2 separate regions of the Gossypium hirsutum genome follow, and region 2 is linked to region 1. The links are chromatin contacts, called in public Hi-C maps. All regions are on one chromosome and are shown on one strand. Each heading gives the region's core, a stretch centred on a gene start, on an enhancer-like site or on the middle of the called end of the contact. The rest is flanking DNA. Distances are from core to core; before and after follow the strand shown. Region 1 holds the start of LOC107943265 (septum-promoting GTP-binding protein 1). Region 2 holds the start of LOC107893860 (glutamate receptor 3.7).

Region 1 (5,557 bases), core at 1,291-3,790:
GATCATATATATATTATAATTTCAATCAATATAAATTCAATCAAAATGATTTCAATCAATATAAATTTGATAAATTCATCACATACCAAAATCAATCCATTTCACTAGTAAAACATCATAATTCTAACACTAACAATTGTCATATGTATATAAATATAACAAATAATAACTAGGTTCGGATTATAGAAATACAAACCGTATTTTTCGAGCTTTTCCAAGCTTTTCCTCGTCGACTTTGCTATTTCCTTACTTAGCCGAAACTTCTTGAGACAACATTAGCAAATTAACTTTGAACCTTGAAACCCCAAATTTTCCTTTTTCTTTTTCTTTCTTTCTTTCTCCCCTGTTTCTTCTCTGTTTCGTTTCCACATTCTGTTTCTTTTCCTTTATTTCCTTTTTATTTACTTTACTTTTAATAATATATAATATACTTATATAATAAGCAAACATATATATGTATTACAAGTGTATGTATATCATTGGTACACATAAAATTTTTTTTTACCACACACTTGTCTTACTTTTATTCATTTTATAATATAATATCAATTTAAATAATAATAACAATAACAATAATAATTAAATATAAAACTATAATAAATAATAATAATAATTTAATATATATTTTAACACATAAAAATCTCAGATTTTTATGTTTATACCGCATCACTTAGGACAAATGGCATAATTGTCATTTTGGTCCTCTTCATTTTCTTTTAATCTACAATTCAACTTTCATCATTTATTCAATTTAGACATTTTTCCTAATTACTCTTAATTAAGTTAAATTTACTTAATTAAACTCTAATTAACCACTCATTTTACTTCGTAAATATTTTTAATAAAATTTACAAATCCGTTTTTAAAAAACGGAGACCCGAAAATACACTATTTCGGTAACAGTAAAATTCGAGTTATTACATTATTTATGTACGAATTTACTCGAAGTGTCGATCTCACTATCCATAGTACCAATTTTCCATTCATAGTATAATAAGACATAACTCAAATATCAAATCAGCTTTTAAGAATTTACATAACATATATCACTTGTCATGTATCTTCATTTTCTTGTATTTCATGTAACATTCTTTCATGTTATATTTCCACATCATAAACACCATTCCATCAACTTTTCCAATATATTAAAATATATGCAATAATAGTAAGAAATATAATTCAAACATAACATTGCATTATTATTATCATACGAACTTACCTCGATCCAGAAACAGTAACTTACCATTTTAGTCCATAACATTGTATTTTCCCGATTTAAGCCCGAATCTCGATTTCCTTCATCTATAATATCACAATTAGCCTAATAATTAGTCACACTATTCATACGGGTCCAAAAATCATATTTTTAAAAATTTTCATTTTGACCCCTAAACTTTTGCATATTTTCACTTTTTCCCCAAGGTTCGAAAATTAAACTTCATCCTATTTTCTTATGTTTTATGACATGCTGATCATTTTTCCCTTCTATGGCAACATCAAATTCTCACTCTAACATGTACTTATGACTATTAGGTATTTTTACCGATTAAGCCCTTTTGCTCGTTTTCACTTAAAACCGAGTAGCACAAGTTGTCTAACATAATTTAAAACCTCATATTCTATCATAAAACACCAAAATACACAAATTTCACCTATGGTTATTTTTCCAAATATGAACCCTAGGTTGAATTATTGCTAGCATAAGCTAAATCAAGTTCCCGGGACTCCAAAAACGTAAAAATCATTAAAAACGAGGCTAGAATGGACTTACAATCGAGCTTGGAAGCTTGGAAACCCTAGCCATGGAGTCTCCCTTGGTATACACGTCCATGGTGAAGAAGATGAGCAAAATTGGCTTTTAATTTTGTATTTTAATTCATTTTACCCTTAAATGACCAAAATGCCCTTACTACTAAACTTTCCAAAAATTCCATTCATGTCCAATATTTGTCCATAAACTTTGAAATTGGTCAAATTGCTATTTAAGACCTCCTAATTAATATTTCAAAGCAATTTCATACTAGAAACTTCTAGAATGCAAGTTTTACAACTTATTTAATTTAGTCCCTAACTTCAAATTAAGCACTTTATGCATAGAATTTCTTCACGAAATTTTCACACAATCATGCAATCATATCATAGACCTTAAAATAATCATAAAATAATTATTTCTATCTCGAATTTATGGTCACGAAACTACTATTCCGATTAGGCCCTAATTTGGGATATTACAAAAGGAAAGTTATTATGACAAAAACGTGAAAAGTGAAAGCTCCAAAATTGTATCTTTTTTAGGTATGTATTTATTTAAAAATAAACTTAAGATTTCAAAATTTGAAAGAGGATGAAGGTTGTAGGGTGTTTCTGCATAAAATAATAAAAGAAAGTTACCGAAATAACCCTAGCCGGCAATTTGGACTAGAACCGAAATTATTGTCCACAACACGGTCAACTGTCCCGTTAAACTAGTCGTTTTCGTAGCTAAAAAGTCTCGTCGTAACTGAAATTTAAAGGCTCACGTCCCAAAAATATACAATATAATTTTAAAAAAGATATATCCTGCCAGCCTTCTTTTTTTCTTTTATTGTTTTTCATCGACACAAATTTATTTGTTTCCGTTTGAAGCCAGATCATTATCATCTCATCATCATCATGACCCAATTTTGCCCCAAAATGGTTAAACTCAACCTTAGACGCAGATTTCAGCGTCGCGTTTTGATTTTGCGACGCTGCATTCATTGCTTTTGGGACCGCTTCCTCATGTGCTCCCTAGGGAAGCCCATTAAGACTCGGTATCGAATGTTATCCTCCACCTCCTCCTCCGTGCATCCACCGCCTTCCGCCTCCGTACATCCTCCTCCTGTTTGTCACCATGGCCGTCATGACCATAAGGACTCGGATTTGGTTCCATTGAAGATCAGTCTCTTGGGTGATTCTCAAATTGGAAAAACTAGTTTTCTGGTTAGCCCCATTACCTTAATCTATTTTTACTTAAAGAATTTAATTGAATACCCTATTCAAATGCATATTTTGCCGTGGTTTTTGAAGATGAAATACATTGGAGATGAGAATGATGATGAACAAGAAGACAGTCAAGAGAAAGGGTTGAATTTGATGGATAAAACATTTTTTGTGAGTGGAGCAAGAATTTATTACAGCATCTGGGAAGTTGATGGTAATCCATTTCTTTTCTTTCAAAAAATTTCATGCTTTCCCTTTTACTTTTGCTTTTATGGCACCAACAATCTATTCATTTTCTTTTCCGATTGAAAAACAGGGGTTGAGAAATTTCAGGATCATCTTCCCCTGGCTTGCAAAGACTCTGTAGCAATCCTTTTCATGTTTGATCTAACAAGCAGGTGTACTTTAAACAAGTGTGTACTCATATTATCCATTCCTATATCTCTATTTCAGTCGACAATGAGAATGAATTATTGTAATATTGCTTAATGTCTGCCCCTGCCACTTCAAAATTTGGGTAATATTCTAATTCAAATGGGGGTCTTTTTTCTGTTGTTGCAGTGTCATAAGCTGGTATCAAGAAGCCAGGAAATGGAATCAGGTATTCACTTTCATTGCTTCTGTTCCAGGTTTAAAGATTTGTCACTATATGTTTGACGAAATGTCTCATTCTTATGAAAAACTTCGATTGTGCAGACAGCAATACTGATTATGATAGGAACCAAATTCGATGATTTCATTCAACTTCCGATAGATCTGCAGTGGACAATTGCTAGTCAGGTAAACTTTTACACAGTTCTTGTTGAACCTTTGAATCATTAGCCAAAATGTCCAAAAACATATTCCACTTGCTTTGGACAATTTTCAAACAACAAAATCAATGTTTTATAATTAAAATTGGAGAACAAATGAAGTAAATCAAGGGAAGAAAACACCCCATTTTTATGGAGATTGTTGTCTCTCACCCTTCACCAAATCCTGTCATCTAAATTTGATTAATTTGATTGCAAGTGTTAAGATATTCAGCATACTGGTATAAGTACCATGGAGGCCCTCGTATTAGGATTCGGATTGAACTTGGCCCCTCTACTAAAAAAAAATGAGCAAATTAGTCCTTGTACATAAGATTAAAGAACAAATTGGTCCTCTATTTAAAAGTTTCATTCATTTCTATGGTTAAAAACTGGTCTTTGTATCTTAACATGAGGTACATGTGGCATGCCATGTGCAATTGTCTGGTTATTCGGTAAGCTATATCAGTTTTTAACAGTATAAATGATGAAAATTTGAACTGAAAGGATCAAATTTCTCTTTGATTTAAATGTATAGAGATTGATTTACTCATTTTTTGAGTAAAGGGATAATCTGTCTCCTACTACACGGGCTTCCATGATACTTTTACCTTGAAGTATCATACCTCATAATCATATCCATATGTAATACGAGTACTTTAGGGGTGAATAACATAGATTTCAAGCACACCAACAATCCCTACATATGAAATGAGTCTTAAATGAGTCTTTCTCTTAGTTGTAGTTGGAATATGTTTATACCCTTGATTTGTTGTCCTGATTGCAATGCTCAATAAAGTTCGTTATTGTCTCTTAAGAATATTTTCTTAACTGGGTTCTTATTTATACGGCAATGACAGGCAAGAGCATATGCCAAGGCTCTGAATGCGACGTTGTTCTTTTCAAGTGCTACATACAACATCAATGTGAACAAGATTTTCAAGTTCATCACAGCCAAACTCTTTGACCTGCCTTGGACAGTGGAACGCAATCTTAACATAGGAGAACCCATCATTGATTTCTAAAACTTCCTGTTGTTGTAATGTAGATATATAGAGAAAGTTTCCAAAGAGATTGATCCTAAGCCAACCGGTCACCAGATTTTTATGTTTGGTGATGATTCGAGTTGTTTCACTGTGGGGAGAAAAGCCCATATTTAAGCAATGAATAGCATTTGAGTTGTTCAACAATTGTAGCCCAAAAAAGACCCTACACGAAACGTATAGTGACCACAATTGGCATTTCTAAACAAAAAAGGCCTTGGAAGAAAGTAGAAGATCAGATTAAAAGAGAGGATTAAACATGAAAAAGAATCATGGCAATACTCTTCAAGTTTTTAGGCCAGGTCACCAGCTTGGCTTGCTCGGGTTTGGATAAAAAAAATTTATTTTATTTTCTTTTTATAATTAATATTTTTATTTTATATGAATTTAATTATAAATATTAAAAAATTAATAATAAATTCATACAGTAAGTCGATTAGCAGTGACCAAAACTTGGTGCAAATCAACAAAATCAACACATTCAATTTTATCGATTTTTGGTCAAATAGGTTATTTTGGCTAAATCAGGTTAGTGTTTGATTAAAATGGTTAAGTTGCTTATCTGTTAAAATGAAATCCTTGACTGAACCGATTAGCTTGATTTACTTTAATATATAATTTTGGCTTAACAATAAAATGGTATCTAAATTATACTAATCTTTTTAAATTAATAATTTTTTTTTTGCCTACTTAAACTATTAAGTCATTACCTATTTTATCCGATTGTAATCCTGTTTGAAAAAAAATCAGCCAATCATAACT
Region 2 (5,557 bases), core at 1,399-3,898, 370 kb before region 1:
AAAAAATATATCTTGTTAAAAAATATAATGATTAGATTTATTTTTAATGATTTTTAAAATTATTTACAAATTTATTAATAATACATTTTAATAAGGTAAACTACATTGGAGGTCACTCTAAAATGGTCTCATTTCTATTTTGGCCATTTTAATTTATTTTTGTTAATTTAGTCACTTTCATTAGAAAAATTGACAAAAATGACTACTCAGCTATGAAAGCCTTAACCGATTGTTGATTGGGCCTAAATAAAGGAAAAATTATTCTTTTAGTCCATTTAAAATTAACACCGTTGCTATACTCAAGAAGTTTTAATTTTTTTATGCTTATTTCTGACGTGGCCACCATCTCCACTCCTTCGTCTTTCACCCAAACAAAAAAACTTTGTCATGGCTTTTGTCCTAAAAAACACATCATCATTGGTTTAGTACATTCCTCTTCATTCACTATTGATGTCGTTGTTGACTTTGGATTGGATTTCGGTACCTTGACCATGGCCGAGAGTTTTCTTCTACTTCTATGGTATTACAGCCGAGAGATGTTATGGATAAATGCCACGTGTGCAAATCTTACAGTTGTTTGGGGTGCAACCTTTTCTTGCAAAGTCAACAAAAAGACAAAAATGGAGTTGGGGCTACTAATAAAACTAAAACTAAACATTTATTTTTATTAATTATTCAGATGCAGGTTTTTTTGCTCATTGTTACTCGTCTCTCCCATAACTTCCTACTTTTATAAAAAATGGTAAGTCACGAAGTCGTCATTACTTACAATTGCGGTTGCTGAAGATACTGCAGCCTATATGTCAATTAGTAAAGTGTTCTTTACTACTACAGCTTCGTATTTGTACTGTTTAGATGATTGGTTTTGAAGTAATGTTAGTTTCATCCAAGGTTAAAAGGATACACTAACCTCTCAAAGTTGTGTATATTATTGTTCTTTTCTTTTTTTAGTTTGATTTAAGTGGAATGTAATTATTGTATAGTTTCAATGTTTGGGTTAACAAAAGACTTTGAATTTTAAAAAAAATACACTTAATACATATATTTTTGTGTGAAGAGTTATCATCTTTTCATAAACTATGACGAGATAAGAGGAAGAAACAAAGGAGATAATGGGGGAAGACAGTAGTGGAAGCATATCAGAGGTTGGATCATGCATTTTTTGATGTTAGTTAATATAGTTTTTTATGGAGATTTAATGGATTAACTTAAAATTTTGTAATTTATAAGGGAACTGAAAGAATAATTTCTCCTTTTTTCTAGTCCAATCAACCATTTATTAAGTTGTCAAGGGTTTAATGGCTAAATAATTATTTTGGTCATTTTTTTTAACAACAATAAAGAATAATATAGAAACCTTAACACAATTGCGAATTAGAATGTGTCAATAAAGTTAATAATAGGTACAATATGCTACACAATTTTATTAAATGTAAAATAAAATCTTATCTATTAATTCTGTTTTTATAAACAAATATAAAATGAAATTATTCATTTATTTGAAAAAAAATCCATTACCAAATAAACAAGGTATATGAAAGTGTATTGAATAATGTGAATAAGAATGGATGGATAGAGTTTGTAATGGCTAGAATTTACATGATTTTATTAAATTTTAAAATAGAAATCTTATCTATGCATTTTCCCTCAACTCCTATGCACTATTGCCACCATGCAACAACCCTCACCCATCATTCATCATCTACCTTTCTAACCTCTCACCTGACTCAAAATCAACTCCAAAATACTTTGAAATCTCAATATCCACAACACCCCTAATACTCGATGCTCATAAAAACACTCAATAAACCATGAACCATCAAGATAAAATAATAATAATAAACATCATCAACAACAACAACAAAAAAGAAACAAGAACTCAATTTGGCTTGGTTCGGTTTAGGTGGTTTGGGTTCATCTCTTGGCCATCTCACATGCTGACAAGGGGAGGAAAAGGAGGCCTAGAAATGTTAGTGGTGGGAAAAGACGACCTGAACAATGGTGCAACCATCCAAGAAGTAGCAACAATTGGCAGCTCTGACAACGCAATAGTGGACAACAACTAGGGTTTTTTGAAAAAAGAAAAAAGGAAAGAAAAGAAGAGGAGAGAAAAAAAAAATAGAGGAAGTGAAAGAATAAGTAGAAAGGAGACCGCCGGTGGCGCCAGTGGTCGGTGAGGGTGAATTGAAGATGTGTGCGTATTGTGGAGAGTGAAACTTGATAGAATTTATTGTTGTTATTTTAATAAATTTATTATATGGATAATATGAAATTTTATATCAATTTTTTGACTTGTAAAGAAAGTAATTAAAAAATTTAATTTTATAAAATTAAATTATTAAATAAAAAAATTAATAATTAGTTCATCAAAATAAAGCGAAAAGAATAATTATACTTACCCTTTTCAATTGGATCCTCATTTAAAAAAAATACTTTTAGTAGTTAGAGCAAAATATTTTTTAAGCTGATAGGTGGGATTTAAAAAATTATTTATGAAAAATTAAAACAAAAAAAAATTAGAATAAGATTCTATGATTCCAAGCGTGTGAATCACGCACCTTTGTGCACGTAGAAACGAAACTTTCTTATTCTTTCATTAAAAAATAATGTACACTAGTGCATGCAATGCAAGTAGTAGTAATAAATGATAAATCTATCTCTTTCCTAAATAAAGTCTTAATTTCTTTTTCTGAGCCAAATAAAATTAGCAGTTCATTCATTGAATTTATTGTCTATCAATTATTCAAAGAAAAGTATAGTATTCTGTTTTGCTCGATATGCCTCTAAGAAGTTCAATTACCAGATGCCCTACTTCACTGTTTGTTTTAAACATGACTTCCACAAGTTCCAAATTCCATGTCTAAATCACATTTTTCTTACTTCCAATTTACTACTTTGCAGCCATGAACTTTAGTACCATTTTAGCTAATAGGTGTAGGCAAATAGTATGGTAGCTTTAACGCTCTTGACTCTTCCCTTCCAGACTCCCAAGTTTTTTTTCTTAATTATTATTTAAGTTTAAATTTTATTTTTCAGGTTGAGGTTGAGTTTTCTTATTGATTTTATAATCTAGGTATTAGTAAAAAAATCATGCTTGGCTTTCTGTTATTAAGATTTCTTAACCCCATGAATTCCTGACTGTAGACAAAGGCTAACTCTTTAAACAGATTAAGGGCAAAAAAAGGGGGAGAGAGGCTCATTTTCATTCAAGTTGTTGGTTCTGATAGCTTTCAACAATGAAAAATCTTGGGTTTTCTTGGTTTTTTTGTTTGATGATATGGGTGTCCCTTAATTGTCTTGTGAGTTGTCAGAAGCCTGGTGTTGTAAATGTTGGTGCTGTTTTCACTTTTGATTCTGTTATTGGTAGAGTTGCAAAGGCAGCAATGGAAGCTGCAATCTCTGATATCAATGCTACTCCCACTATTCTGAATGAAACCCGTCTTAATTTGATTGAGGCTGATGCTAATTGCAATGCCTTCTTGGGTTCTATTGAAGGTAACTTGAATTCTGTTCCTTCATTCTTCCTTTTTTGCTTCTTAAAACTGTTATAATACACGGTTAATTTTAGCAGTTTTTTTTTTTTTTTTGTAATCACAATTTTAGTGAATATTTTGGATGGTGGGAAAAGTTATGATGTCTAATTCAGTTTTACTGTATATCTTCCTCCTTATGCTCTCTGTTCTAGGTTAACATGAATTTGTTTCTAGCTTTCCTTCGATTATATTCTAGCTTGATCATAATGAAATTGCTAAGCTTTTTAATCCTTCAGTGAGCTCAGATAGATGCCATATCTCTCTTGATCTTATGCTTTCTATGTGGTGTGATTTCCATATCTGGCAAAACGTCCCTTTGAGTCATGATATTCCTTCAAAAATTTTACTGCTAAGAATATTAAACAAAAACTAAAGTTGTTCTAAAACAGATTGAATCTTTGTTTTTTTGTCAGCTTATCAAGTAATTGAACGAGAGGTTGTGGCTTTTATTGGTCCACAGTCATCTTCAATTGCTCATATGATTTCTGAAATTGCCAATGGTCTTCAAGTTCCTCTTGTTTCGTATGCCGCCACCGATCCAAGTGTCTCCGCTAAGCAATTTCCATTCTTTGTCCGAACTGTGCAGAGCGATTCCTACCAAATGAATGCTATGGCTTCTTTAGTTGATTTTTATGGATGGAAAGAGGTCATTGCTATCTATGTGGATAATGATTATGGGAGGAATGGGATATCTGCCCTAAATGATGAACTCAATAGGAGAATGGCAAAAGCTTTCTATAAATTGCCCTTGCCTGTACGTTTTACACAACATGACATCGTAGCTGTTCTCAATCAATCTAGATTGCTAGGTCCTCGTGTTTATATTGTTCATGTTGACCCAGACCCTGGATTAAGAATTTTTGCCACTGCTGAAAAGCTTCAGATGATGAGCAGCAACTATGTGTGGTTTGCAACAGATTGGCTTTCTGCTACCATAGATTCATTTGCTCCCATGAATAGAACTGCTCTTAGTGTGCTTCAAGGGGTAGTTGGACTTCGCCAACATATTCCAGAGTCGAACCAAACGAAGGATTTTTTATCTCGATGGAAAAAGATGCAGCAGCAAGGGTTGGTAAAATCAGAGTTGAATACCTATGGCCTTTGTGCTTATGACACGGTTTGGACAGTTGCACGCTCAATCGACAAGTTCATAGATGATGGCAACAATTTCACATTTTCATTAAGTGTTAAGCTAAATGATTCAAAAACAACTCAAATGCATTTGGGGAAGCTTAAAGTTTTCGATGGTGGTGCTATACTACTCGATGATATATTGAACACAAGCTTCTCTGGTTTAACCGGTCCCGTTCGTTTTAATTCAGATCGAAACATTGGAACTTCTGGTTATGATGTCATTAATATTGACAAGATGGCTGTTCATATCGTTGGTTTCTGGTCTAACACCTTTGGTTTCTCAGTTTCTCCCCCAGAAACCCTTCAAGGGACAAAAAATAGGCATTCTGAGATAGAACAGAAGCTTGGCAAAGTTGCTTGGCCTGGTGGAAAGACCAAAGCACCTCGCGGCTGGGTGATTGCAGATGATGAACGTCCGTTGAGAATTGGAGTGCCCTATAGAGCCAGTTTCGTTGATTTTGTTACAAAACTGAATGGTAGCCATAAAATTGCAGGATACTGTATCGATGTGTTCACTGAAGCACTGAAATTTGTCCCGTATAATGTTCCTTACAAATTTGAGCTTTTTGGGGATGGTCAGTCCAATCCTAATTACGGCCAGCTTGTACAGAGGGTTGCAGATGATGTAAGTATGACCTTGATTTACCTAATTCCTTCACACCAAAATGTCATAAATCCATAGGGCCAAATATCTCTTCTTTTTTTTTTTTTTATATCACGTGCTCTAGATGTTTCTTTTATGACAAAAGACGAGGGACAACTAATCAGTTGCATGGTTAAACCTTAGTCCAATAAGTGATAAATAGCATGGTTCCACACAAATCTAAAGGTCTTGCACTGTGCAGAGGTATGTTTGTTTATAGATAGAGCTTGTACATCGTAATCAATTT

The links. Hi-C and Micro-C count contacts between places; a contact is called where the count stands out from the background.
Region 2: a contact with region 1 is called in a Hi-C map of leaf, with 1.9 times the contacts expected there. The contact joins the promoter of LOC107893860 here to the promoter of LOC107943265 in region 1. A contact is called at or near these places in 4 of 34 Hi-C or Micro-C datasets (all in leaf).

The regions. Positions count from the first base shown.
Region 1 is chrA13:54,855,152-54,860,708 of Gossypium_hirsutum_v2.1, reverse strand. LOC107943265 (septum-promoting GTP-binding protein 1) reads left to right here and starts at 2,540. Exons shown (of 6, transcript XM_016877013.2): 1 at 2,540-2,961; 2 at 3,049-3,175; 3 at 3,278-3,359; 4 at 3,523-3,562; 5 at 3,658-3,741; 6 at 4,613-4,939. The coding sequence starts at 2,653. The coding sequence ends at 4,777.
Region 2 is chrA13:55,220,622-55,226,178 of Gossypium_hirsutum_v2.1, reverse strand. It overlaps LOC107893860 (glutamate receptor 3.7), which reads left to right and starts at 2,648. Exons shown (of 6, transcript XM_016818998.2): 1 at 2,648-3,495; 2 at 3,947-5,292. The coding sequence starts at 3,237.